2 separate regions of the Mus musculus genome follow, and region 2 is linked to region 1. A link is a contact called in public Hi-C data. All regions are on one chromosome and are shown on one strand. Each heading gives the region's core, a stretch centred on a gene start, on an enhancer-like site or on the middle of the called end of the contact. The rest is flanking DNA. Distances are from core to core; before and after follow the strand shown.

Region 1 (5,935 bases), core at 1,486-3,985:
TTTTATAGGTAGGTACACATGTATAAACATGTCAATAAAACAGTGTTACTTTGGGGCTGGTGAGATGGCTCAGTGGGTAAGAGCACCCGACTGCTCTTCCAGAGGTTCTGAGTTCAAATCCCAGCAACCACATGGTGGCTCACAACCATCTGTAACAAGATCTGACGCCCTCTTCTGGAGTGTCTGAAGACAGCTACAGTGTACATATATAATAAATAAATAAATAAATCTTAAAAAAAAAAACGAGTGTTACTTTAGTAATTGTGTAGGTATGTGTCCATTTACATGAGTGTGTGTTGATACTTAAGAGTCCCCTGGGTTTGTTTGTTTGTTTGTTTGTTTTGGTTTTTCGAGACAGGGTTTCTCTGTTGTAGCCCTGGCTGTCCTGGATCTCCCCTGGGTTTTTAAATACATACAGAAATAATGTCATTTGGCATTTGGGGTTTGCTTAATCAGGACACAGAAGGGAAATCGAAAGAGCCACACATAGGTGGGGAATGAACTCTGGTGTGGACTGAGAGGGCTCATGGGGGTGAATTATTCTATTCTGTCTACCCTCGTGTATGTTCTTCATTTTTTTATGACAAAAAGTGCAAGGGGATCTAAGGTATGTTCTTCATTTTTTTATGACAAAAAGTGCAAGGGGATCTAAGGACGATGCTCAGTTGGTAGAGAGCCTGGCCGGCTCTGCATCCTCAGCATGGCATAAAACTAGCATTGTGGGGCTGGAGAGATGGCTCAGCAGTTAAGAGCACTTGCTCCTCTTGCAGAGGCCCTGCATTTGGGATTAGTGAGACTTAGTCCTCAGGACTGGGCTGGCCTCTGGTGGCAAACACAGCTGGGGGGTGGGGGAGCTCAGAGGTGCAGGGTTGCTGGGCAGGAGGCTCCAGGCTCACAGCTACCACAGCAGAAACTCTGCCAGGCACTTTGGGCTCCAGGATGGCTCACACTTGATCCGAGGACAAAGACTAGCTTCAGTGGAGGGTCCTGGCTCAGGATCCATGGGAGAGCAATGAATGAATGGCTTTCCAGCTTGAATGAGCAGAGCAGAGGCGCTGGTCACGTGTTCTAGAAACCCTGAGTGACCAAGAGGCAGATTTCCCTAGGGTGCTGTGATCAGGGGACCCTGAGGATGGAGTGCATGGAGGTCACCCTCCAGGTTCCCTGGGTCTTTGCTGGAGTCATAGGACACTTACCTGGGCTTCAGAAATGGCAGTTCTTCCCCTGTTCTTCCTGGGTGACCTCAGTCAGGTGTCTTGACTTCCATTGGCCTCCATTTCTGATAAGGGAGCACACTGTGTAACACAGCTATGGGAGTGAAAGAGAGGAGACTTGTTAGCTCTAACCCATAGGGGCTCTCCAACCCGGGCCACTAGAGAAATATCAACATCATTAAGACAAAAGCATCCAAAGAGGTGTTGGGGACCACAGGACCCCTTCCTGCATATCCTCACAGTCTGTGGGGTTTTTTGTTTTGTTTGCCCTATTTTTCTTTTTTTTTTTTTTTCCGGACAGGGTTTCTCTGTGTAGCCCCAGCTGTCTTAAAAGTTACTCTGGAGCTGGGCGTGGTGGCGCTCGCCTTTAATCCCAGCACTTGGGAGGCAGAGACAGGTGGATTTCTGAGTTCGAGGCCAGCCTGGTCTACAAAGTGAGTTCCAGAGCAGTCAGGGCTACAGAGAAACCCTGTCTTGAAAAAAAAAAAAAAAGTTACTCTGTAGACCAAGTGGGCATCAAACTCAGAGATCTGCCTGCCTCTGCCTCCCGAGTGCTGGGACTAAAGGTGTGTGCCACCACCAGTTCAGCTTTAGATGTTTTTTTTAGGGTAGGAGTACAAGAGATACAGTGTGTGTGGGTTGGAGCCCAGAGGCAACCTGAAAGAGTCTGCATTTTGGGTGGAGAATTGGTTCAGAGGTTAAGAGAACTTAGAAAGGACCTAGGTCCCATTCCCACAACACCCTCTTCTGACCATTGTGGGTACCAGGCACGAATGTGGTATAATAGACTCACACAGGCCAAACACTCATACACATAAAAAATAAAAGTAAATAAAAAGAAAGGAAAAGTCTATTTTTTTTCCACCATGTGGGGCTCCAGGGTTAGACTCAAGCTGCCAGGCTTGGCTACAAGTACTCTTACCCCTGAACCATCTCAAAGCCCACCCCATCCGACCCCATTTTTTTTTTTGAGACAGGTCTCACGTAGCCGAATCTGGTCTTATACTCATTACGTTGTCAAGGAAGAACTTGGACTTCTCCTCTCAAGTGGGTGCCATGGGCATGTGCCATGATACCCAGTTCTACAGTGCTGAGGATAAAGCCCTGGGCTTCCCGCATGCCAAGCAAGCATTCTCTATCAGCTGAGCTACATCCCCAACCCTGTGGTCCATTTTAATTTAAAAGCTGTTTTTCCATCAGCAGTGCACAGCGCCAGATGCAAGGAAGATGCTGAGAATGGTACTAAGTAAAACATCCCTGAGCCGTCCCCTTTCCCCCCATGCAGAGAATTGGATATCCAGGAAGCTGCTCATCCCAGGATCCGGCTCCAGAAACGTCCTGTGACCACTGTTGCCACAGCCCGTGCCTTCTCTAACAGGACTGGGTAGAAGTATCTGAGAGGTAAAGGTCAGATGCCAAGAGGGCCGGGCAGTACTTCACAGGCTCCTCCCACAGCAAGGAGAGTTTGACAGGCTCCTCCCACAGTAGGGAGTGCTGGCCTCTCTTCCAAGCTACTGGGACCACTTCCTCTTTTTTCACTCTGAAGATAGGAACTGCCCCAAGGCAGTCAGAAGCGATGGGCAGATTCCAGGCTGTGGTAGACCTGCTTCACCCGCTGGCCAGGGAGTGCTGAGGGCACCAGCCTATTGCCTCCCTCCCTGCTTCTGGGGTAACTGAGGACCACCTTGCAGGCTAGCAGGATGGAGCGAGCCTGTGAGAAGCAGGACTCAGTGTGCAACCTGGTGGCTGTGTTTGAGAACAACAGGTACAGATGGTGGGGGAGGGGTCGAGCCCTTCTATCTGATCTGGTACTTTGGGGCAGCACCTGGGGTCCCTCCATCCTGGGTGCCTGGCAGTACAGGCAACCACTGCTCTTGTGGTAGTAAGCTGGACAGGGTGAGCATGGGAGATCTCCAATCCATGCACACACACATCCCACTCACACCAGGACACAAATGGGAACAGGAAGGCGGGACACAGATGGAATGTGGCTGACTGGGACAAAGCAGAGCCATGCTCACCAGGCCTCTCTCCTAAGTTCCTTTCTATACCTCAGGGCTTACTCTGATGGCCCTAGGGTGTGACTTGTTTGGTTCCCATCATAGGGAGAACAGAAGAGGGGACACAGGAACTAGCTTCTTTGAATTTTGGGGCTGTGCTGGCACTTGTGTCTGAAGGGAAAAGACAAAGCCAGGAGTGGGAGGGGTCCTGAGTGGCCTTGGAGGGGCGTGAGTGTGAGACATGAAACCGCTTTGCAGGCCTGTGGTTTGGGAGTGCCTTTGGTCCTCTGGAAGCAGATAGAGGTTGGCCTCAGGAGGCTTAGGGGGAAGCTGTGGGGACCTGAGAGACGAGGGGAGGAGGGGCAGGTGGAGGGAGGGGCTGAGCCCTGGATTGTTGTAGAGGGTTCCAGAACCCGGGTACACCACAGTGAGTCCCCATGCCTTCAGCAGCTAGATGCTGGGTAAAGCAGCACTCTTACATGAAGATAAGGAGTCTGCCACCAGAGTCCCCAGCCCTCGGGAGCCACAAGAACAAAGCTTAGTGCCTAGAGTTCTGTGGAGGATGCAGGGGTAGATTTCTACTTGTGATACAAAGTTCCGTCCTTCTGAGACACCAGGCCACAGGCTTTAGATGCCCTGGGAAGGCCTCCACGCTGTGTTGTGGGCCTGCAGGCCATGCACAGGAGGTGCCTGGGGCCTCCACGTGGAAGCCCACATTCACCCCTGCAGAAGTTTCACTTCCTGGGTGAGCAGCCTGACTCTGCCTCTCCAGGAGCTTGGCTGAGTGCATCCTATTCAGCACCTGGGACAGCTCATTCCCACCGCCCTCTTGGCCCACCACACTCATGCTGGAGGGGGCGTAGGCTCATGTAGATGCCAGCCCTTGGGCTACTGAGTGGTGTCTGGCTGCACCTTGCAGGTAGAGTAGCCATACAGAGGAGTGGGTCACTAGAAGCGTGGTCAGGAGTGTGAGAGTCAGGCTCTGAGCAAGGGGACCATGCAGGCGTCTCTCTGTGGAGCCCTTGGTGCCTAGCTGATCTGAAACTGAGGGCTAGAGAGGAAACAGGCACAGGCCTGAGTGCTTAGAAATGCAGAAGCTGAAACCAAATGTACAGGAGAAAAACCTGAGACTCAGCACCCTCTCACCCAACCCCCTCTCCCTGGCTGCAGGCCCTGAGGCCAAGGAACTCCATTTTCTATGTCTGGAATGGGCCACCTCGGTCCTTCTTCCTACACCAGGCCCTGTGACCAGGACAATCACCTCAGCTCTCTGGGTCTCTCTGTCCTTGACATCAAGAGGAAAGACAGCTTAGCATGGAGGTTTGGATGTCAGCTGCCCCTACCTGCCCCACTTTCAGGTTCCCATCCTTTCTGCCTCAGTCTCCACATCTGCAGCATGGACGCAGGGACATTCTTTCTCATCGGGTTTGGAGGCTCGGTACCTGTCTGGCCTCCGTTTCCCTGTCTGTCTTTCTCGAGGGGATGCCTACCCAGCGCTGTCACCCTGGCTATCTCCCTGCACATGCCTGGCTCTGGCAGTGTGGGTTTCTCTGGCCTACAAAGGACTGGTAAATGCTGCACAGCAAAACTGTCCTGTGAGGGCTGAACCTGGGGAACAGGGACCCTGCTCTGCAGGATGGCTTTGTCCCCTGGTAATTGTGTGAAGGCCATAGGCATCCCTGAAAAGGCCCAGTTTCAGCATCTGAGTCCCTGCTCTGAATTACTCTCTGGCGCCCACCTTCCCTTGATGTATCGGGAGAGATACAGAGATGAAAGCAAGGGGGAAGAACATAGGTGGGCGTGATCCTGAGGGAGCCCCTGAAAGATCTGTGTGCCAAAGGAGGGGTTCTCTCTAGATGTGTTTGCATTTGAAACAGGGAAGTATGTAGTTCCCCAGAGAATAAAATAGGCCATAATGACTCATTTAGGGACTGATGGAGTTCCCTCCCAGAGGACACTCAGAAGGATGCTGGTGGCACCTGGGACGTGGCTCTGTTGGTAGAGCACTTGCTTATCGTGCACAAAACCCTGCCGCCCCCCGCACCCCCCTGGCCACACCATGTAAGCCAGACGTAGTGGTTCATGCATGTGATCCTAGCACCAGAAGTCCAAGGTCGTCTTCCACTATAAAGGGGTCAAGGCTAGCCTGTGGTACTTGAGTCTCTGGCTCAAAAAAAAGGGAGGAGGAAGGGGGCTGAGGAAGATTCATAAGCTTTGACAGGTTCCTACACTGTGCCAGGCACTTGGGAACCCATGAACACCAGTGGCTCACACAGGTTACCCTGAGGAGACCCTCAAGTGTGGTCTGTTCTCAGCAGGACTCCGGGAGAAGCACCTGGATCCCATAGCCTTGAGGACCAGCCCCATAGCCCTGAACACCAGCTGTCCCTGTCCCCAGAGCCTTGGGAGGCACCCCCTGTCAAGGAGGCCTTGAAGTCTGAATTCCGGCCAGTGAGCAGGACATATCTGAGTTCCCTCAAGAACAAGTTATCGAGTGGGGCTTGGAGGAGATCCTGTCAGCCTGGGGTCAGCCCGGGGCCAGAGACACAGGTGAGGGACTCTGACTGGGGAATGGGTAGTAGGACCTCTTGGCCTTCCATCTCTTCCTCTTTCTCTCTCCTCTCCCTTTTCTTCCTCCTATTCAAGACAGGATCCTACAGTGTAGCCCAGATGGGCCTTAAACTCTCTACTTCTGTATCCCCAGAGCTGGGGTCACAGGGT
Region 2 (5,935 bases), core at 1,992-4,491, 250 kb before region 1:
TTTCACTGATGAAACAAACAACAAAACCCAAAGCCCCCTGTCTTAGTCAGGGTTTCTATTCCTGCACAAACATCATGACCAAGAAACAAGTCGGGGAGGAAAGGCTTACACTTCCATACTGCTGTTCATCACCAAGGAAGTCAGGACTGGAACTCAAGCAGGTCAGGAAGCAGGAGCTGATGCAGAGGCCATGGAGGGATGCTCTTTACTGGCTTGCTTGCCCTGGCTTGCTCAGCCTGCTCTCTTATAGAACCAAGACTATCAGCCCAGAGATGGTCCCACCCACAAGGGGCTTTTCCCCCTTGATCACTAATTGAGAAAATGCCTTACAGCTGGATCTCATGGAGGCATTTCCTCAACTGAAGCTCCTTTCTCTGTGATAACTCCAGCTGTGTCAAGTTGACACAAAACTAGCCAGTACACCCCCTAAAAACCATGGCCAACAAACTGAAGTCCCAGGTTCAATACTCCCAGGGAGTGTCAGAGTCTTAAGATCTATCATGAAGCCTGCTGGTCACACAGCCTACTTGATAAGCCAGAAAGGGGAAGTGGTAAGGATTCCAAGTAGGGACTCGGGGACCAACTGTGTTAAGATGAAATCTTTGACGTAACCCAGGCTTTCTCAATATTCCGGAAACGGCTGCCCAGATGCTATCTGGTTCCCATCTTCTGAGGCCCTGCTGCCCACCCAAGCTATGATAGACATATTTTGGAACTGGCAACTGGAGGAGGGGACCTAGGTTGCTCTCTCCATCATGCCCCAGAACAGATAGTGTCTGTGTCAGCGTTTACCACACTGTGACAAGAGATCACACAGCTGGGAGGGACCAAAAGTCAGTCTGGAAGCTTTGTTAGTTATTATCATTATTTCTTGGTTTTAATCCTTAGTCCCTAGCTTGCAGGAAGCCTTCTACCACAGGGTAGAAAGAGGCTCCCTCGAGTCATCCTCTGACTGCATGAGCAAACTGTGGTTTGCACATGTGCACAGTGGCAGGTCCCCAAGGATCTGGGACCAACTACATCGTAGAAGGAGAGAACTGACACCTGCAAGTTGCCCTTTGACCCCCACATATGAACCTCATGCGGCATGCATGTGCATCTCCCCACATCCTCCACCTCTCCACACATATGTACACACCCCTACACAAGTATTTGCACAAAATAAATATACACAAATATACACAAACTACATAAATTAATAAGTGTTATATAAATATATAAATGTGTATATAATATATATATGTGATATATATATATAAATATATATATATTTATATTCTTTTTTCTTTTTGGTTTTTCAAGTTGGGGTTTCTCCTGCCTCACTGGAACTCACTGTATAGACCAGGCTGGCTTCGAGCTCACAGAAATCCACCTGCCTCCACCTTTCAAGTGCTGGGATTAAGGGTGTGTTCCACCACCATCTCCTGAATAAGTGTATTTTTTTTTTAATGTCTAAAACTTCAATCTAGTAGGGATGATTATAGAATTCAAGTGCTCTGGCTTTTGTGGCCGTAACCCATCCTCCTAAGGGCTAATTCAATACAAAATCTCTTTATTTACACGGAATGGTGTCTTTCTTATGCATGAGGTTCTTACACACGTTTGAGTGTATTGCTGTCTTTTTTTTTCCTTTTCCTTTTTTTTTTTTTTTTTTTTTTTTTTAAATCTCTGAGAAAAAGCCTAGCCATGTAACCCAGGCTGGCTTTGAACTCAGATCCCCCTGCATAACTCAGATTCCAAGTGCAGCCCCAATCCCATCCTGTACCACAGGATGCTCATTCCCGTCCTGTTCTACAGCATCCTCCATCCGTCTTCACGCTCTGGTACCATCATGCTCCGGTACCACGCTGCTCTCATGATTGTTGGTCTGCAACCTATTAGCTTAGTCTGTTTCCTAAGAAGGAAGCTTGCTGCAAGCTCCCCTCCTGTCAAATATGCTGTCCTTGAGTGAGGACCTGAGGTGAGGGGGAGGGTCTTAGTTAGGGTTTTACTGCTGTGAACAGACACCATGACCAAGGCAAGTCTTTTTTTTTCCTATTTATTTATTTAATGTATGTGAGTACATTGTAGTTGTACATATGGTTGTGAGCCTTTATGTGGTTGTTGGGAATTAAATTTAGGATCTCTGCTTACCCCGGTCGGCCCTACTTGCTCGGTCCCTGCTTGCTCCAGCCCAAAGATTTATTTATTATTATAAATAAGTACGGGGCTGGTGAGATGGCTCAGCAGGTAAGAGCACCCGACTGCTCTTCCAAAGGTCCTTAGTTCAAATCCCAGCAACCACATGGTGGCTCACAACCATCTGTAACAAGATCTGATTCCCTCTTCTGGTGTGTCTGAAGACAGCTACAGTGTACTTACATATAATAAATAAATAAATCTTAAAAAAAAATAAGTACACCGTAGCTGTCTTCAGACACACCAAGATCAGATCTCATTACGGATGGTTGTGAGCCATTATGGATAGTTGCTGAGATTTGAACTCAGGACCTTCGGAAGAGCAGTTGTTGCTCTTACCCACTGTGCCATCTTGCCAGCCCCAGGGCTAGTCTTATAAGGACATTTAATTGGGGTTGGTTTACAGGTTCAGAGGTTCATCCCATTATTATCAAGACAGGAACAGGGCAGCATCCAGGCAGGCATGGTGCAGGAGGAGGTGAGAGTTCTACATCTTCATCTGAAAGCTGCTAGCAGTAGACTAGTTTCCAGGCAGCTAGGATGAGGGTCTTAAAGCCCATACCCACAGTGACACACCTACTCCAACAAGACCACACCCACTCTAACAAGGCCACACCCATTCCAACAAGTTCACACCTTCTAAAAGTGCCAAGCATATACAAACCATCACAGGGGTATTGTTCCCCTGTGGCATTTTCTGCACCAGTTGTAGCCACAGAGGCTTCTCTTGCTTGACCTTCCTACTGGGCTGAGGACACTCTGGCCTTGTTACTACAGGCTGAGTGTGATGCGCGCGCGCGCGCGTAAACACACACACACACACACACACACACACACACACACACAGAACCTCTGCTCACAACCTCTCCCCAGCCCTAACTTTCTGCTACAATTCCAGGACCCAGGGCATCAGGCAAGACAGAAGGTGCAGCCAGGGCCCCTTTCCAGGGGAAGTTCCCTAGATGAACGCAGGAGATGAGGCAGCCAGGGAACGGAAAGGGGCGATTGGGCAAGAGACAAGACTGTTGACAGTTGCAGAGTGTGTGGGCTCTGTGGGCTGAGCAGACAGTGACCTCCTCACAGGTCCGGGAGCACCAGCAAACGGCAGCCTCTGAGAGGTGGGATTTGGGACTCACCCCAGCAGGCAATGCTGCTGTGTGGAGGGGCTGGGGAGGGACAGTACGGGTCCCATGCAGTTTCTTTTCCTTCTTTCTTTCCTTCCTTCCTTTCTTTTTTTCCTTCTTCCTTCCTTCGAGATGGGGGTCTTTCTATGTAGCCAAGGCTGGCCTTGAACTCACAGAGATCCACCTGACTCTGCCTCCTAAATTCTGGGATTAAAGGTATATACTGCCAACCGACTTTTTTTTTTTTTTTTTTTTTTTTTGAGATGGGGTCTTGTGTAGCTCAGGTTGGTCCTAAACTCACTACACAGCGGAAGATGACCTTGAACTCTTGATCTTCCTGCCTCCATCTTCAGGGTGCTGGGGTCATACTTCAAAGCCCAACTCCTGTCTAGCTTCTGAGTCTCAGGAGTGCAAATTGAACTTCCGTACTCCTGTACTGTCTGACAGAGGCCCGAGCTGTATGTATTACTCCTGTGAGTGAGGAGTAGATTGTGGACTTGTGAGATGGGGCAGGTCTTCTTGGCTTCTTAGAGACTCTGTTTCTCTATCCGTTAGTGAGTGAAGCTGGGGTGGGGTGGGGTGGGGTGGGACAGGCTATTGGGACTAGGTGGCTCTCGGGTGTTGGCAGTGGGAGACCATTGGCTGTGGTTGGCTTTTCCCAAGGTAAGTTTCACACTGGGCTAACCCAGTTTCTCACCTCTCTGTGACAAGATGGTAGGGATGGGAGATCCTGTAGTCTCTGGCAGATGTCAGGTTGTGGTCCTACTGTGTTGTGGTCCTACTATGTCCTCCGTTCTTTCATTCTTACATTTTGTTTATTTTTCTTTAGCCCAGCCCCCCTCCTCTCCAATTCTTGATGGGAGGCCTCGGGGCCCTGTTCTATGAGCTAAAATCCATGTCTGTGCCATCGTGGCCAGCCATCTCTTGGTGGCTAGCAGCAGGGCTCATTGGCTTCCAAGTTTGCTCCAGGTGAGGGGAGAGGTGTAGGAGACACCTGGGGCTTGATTGTTTGACTGGTTGTGAGGGGCCTTTCATTGTGCAGGGTGTATAGGAGAATCCATCAGAAACACGGGCATGAGGCCGGAGGGTACCCTGCAGCTGACTACAGAAGGGTCTTTTGGAGTCACCAAGTGAAGGGTAAGGGTAATTGCCTAGGAGCTGAGTGTGTGGAGTGTGTGTGTGTGTGTGTGTGTGTGTATGTGTGTGTGTGTGTGTGTGTGTGTGTGAGAGAGAGAGAGAGAGAGAGAGAGAGAGAGAGGCTTTCATGGACTCACCAAAGAAGGTCCCCACTGTCTGTCAGTGACCATTCCTGCCTGTGACCAATTTAGGACATGCTATTATGGAATAGGGGTGTCAGGGTCAGTGATGGATGGCGATATCCTGACCTAGGATGACCAGTATTCTGACAGACTTGGAGGCCTCGCTGGCCTCAGGGTATAGTATGATTCCCTTCCCTAGATGTCTTTGCCTGGTGGAGCTGAGTGAGGTGACCCTAGGTACCACTTTCCTACGAAATGCCAGGGGACTTCTGGGAACACACTGCAGAGAGGTGTTCCCCACATTCGAAGAGCTTATTTGGGGATTTGAACTCCTCTGCCTCTGGAGGTCCATTACTGCAGGAGCCTCATCTGGCCAGGTCTGTGCCTTTATCCGCTCACAGGGAGTACACGGTGCTTCTGTGACTTTCTGAGCTCAGGGCCAGCCCTGGCTGCCCAGGAAGCACAGCTGGCCTGCATGTGGACAGCTCTGAAGTCTTTGTCCCATCCAGGGCTGCTTCCCTGGTGTGTCCGCTTCCTTACAGAGTCGTGGTTCCAGAAACGGCCCTGGGGAGGTCCGTCCTGGGTGAGACAGGCAGCCAGTTTCAAGGAGACTCACTCCTTCAGTTTCTGGTTGGCTCTGTGTGGAGCCCAGCTGTTACTTGGACGACTTTGAGCCTCATGCCCATCAGTGACATCATCACTGTTGTCAATGTGGCCTTTACCCAGCAGTCCCCGGGGACCCGACACCCAACTCGATCAGGGCCAACAAATATTTGCTAACTGCCAGCTGAATGCCAAGCACTGGTGTATAGTTTAGTAAAAGGTGATTCGAATTTGCAGGATAAACGAGTTGAAGACGTTTCTGAGAATGGAAATTGAGAAAGTGGAACCAGAAAGGGGGTACTCCTTGCTGGGGTGGCGTGGTTTTAACTTTAATTTTCTTGCTTGAGCCTCACATGATTCTGGTGGTAAATGTTACTCTGATTTTTGCTTTTCCTTAGCTTGTATGTGAGTGTGTATGTGTGTGTGTGTCTGTGAGCTTGTGAGCGTGAGTATGTCTCTGTGTGTGATTGCGTGTTTTAGAGAGCATGTGTGAGTATGTCTGTGAGTGTGTGAGAGTGTGTATGAGTGTATGTGTGTTGAGCATGTATGTGTGAATGTGTGTATGTGTGTGTGAATGTGTATGCATATGTAAGTGTGTATGAGTGTGTGTGGGCATGAGCGTGAACATGTGTTTAAGTATGTATGACTGTGTGTGTATGTGTGTGTGTGTGTGTGTGTGTGTGAGAGAGAGAGAGAGAGAGAGAGAGAGAGAGGCAAGGTCTCACTCTGTAGAATACGCTGGTCTTGAATGCACTGTGGTCTCTGTCTTAG

Evidence for each region. Hi-C and Micro-C count contacts between places; a contact is called where the count stands out from the background.
Region 2: a Hi-C map of double positive thymocytes shows a contact between it and region 1, with 3 times the contacts expected there. The contact joins the promoter of Rab44 here to the promoter of Fgd2 in region 1. A contact is called at or near these places in 2 of 39 promoter capture datasets (liver and stem cell-derived epiblast-like cells), 3 of 484 Hi-C or Micro-C datasets (the G1E-ER4 cell line, double positive thymocytes and nephron progenitors), 1 of 115 datasets of contacts at active chromatin or transcription factors (large pre-B cells) and 3 of 9 other capture datasets (liver, macrophages and pancreatic islet).

What each region holds. Positions count from the first base shown.
Region 1 is chr17:29,358,179-29,364,113 of GRCm38.p6, forward strand. It overlaps Fgd2 (FYVE, RhoGEF and PH domain containing 2), which reads left to right and starts at 2,736. Exons shown (of 16, transcript NM_013710.4): 1 at 2,736-2,979; 2 at 5,533-5,764. The coding sequence starts at 2,915.
Region 2 is chr17:29,110,940-29,116,874 of GRCm38.p6, forward strand. It overlaps Rab44 (RAB44, member RAS oncogene family), which reads left to right and starts at 3,242. Exons shown (of 14, transcript NM_001364848.1): 1 at 3,242-3,296.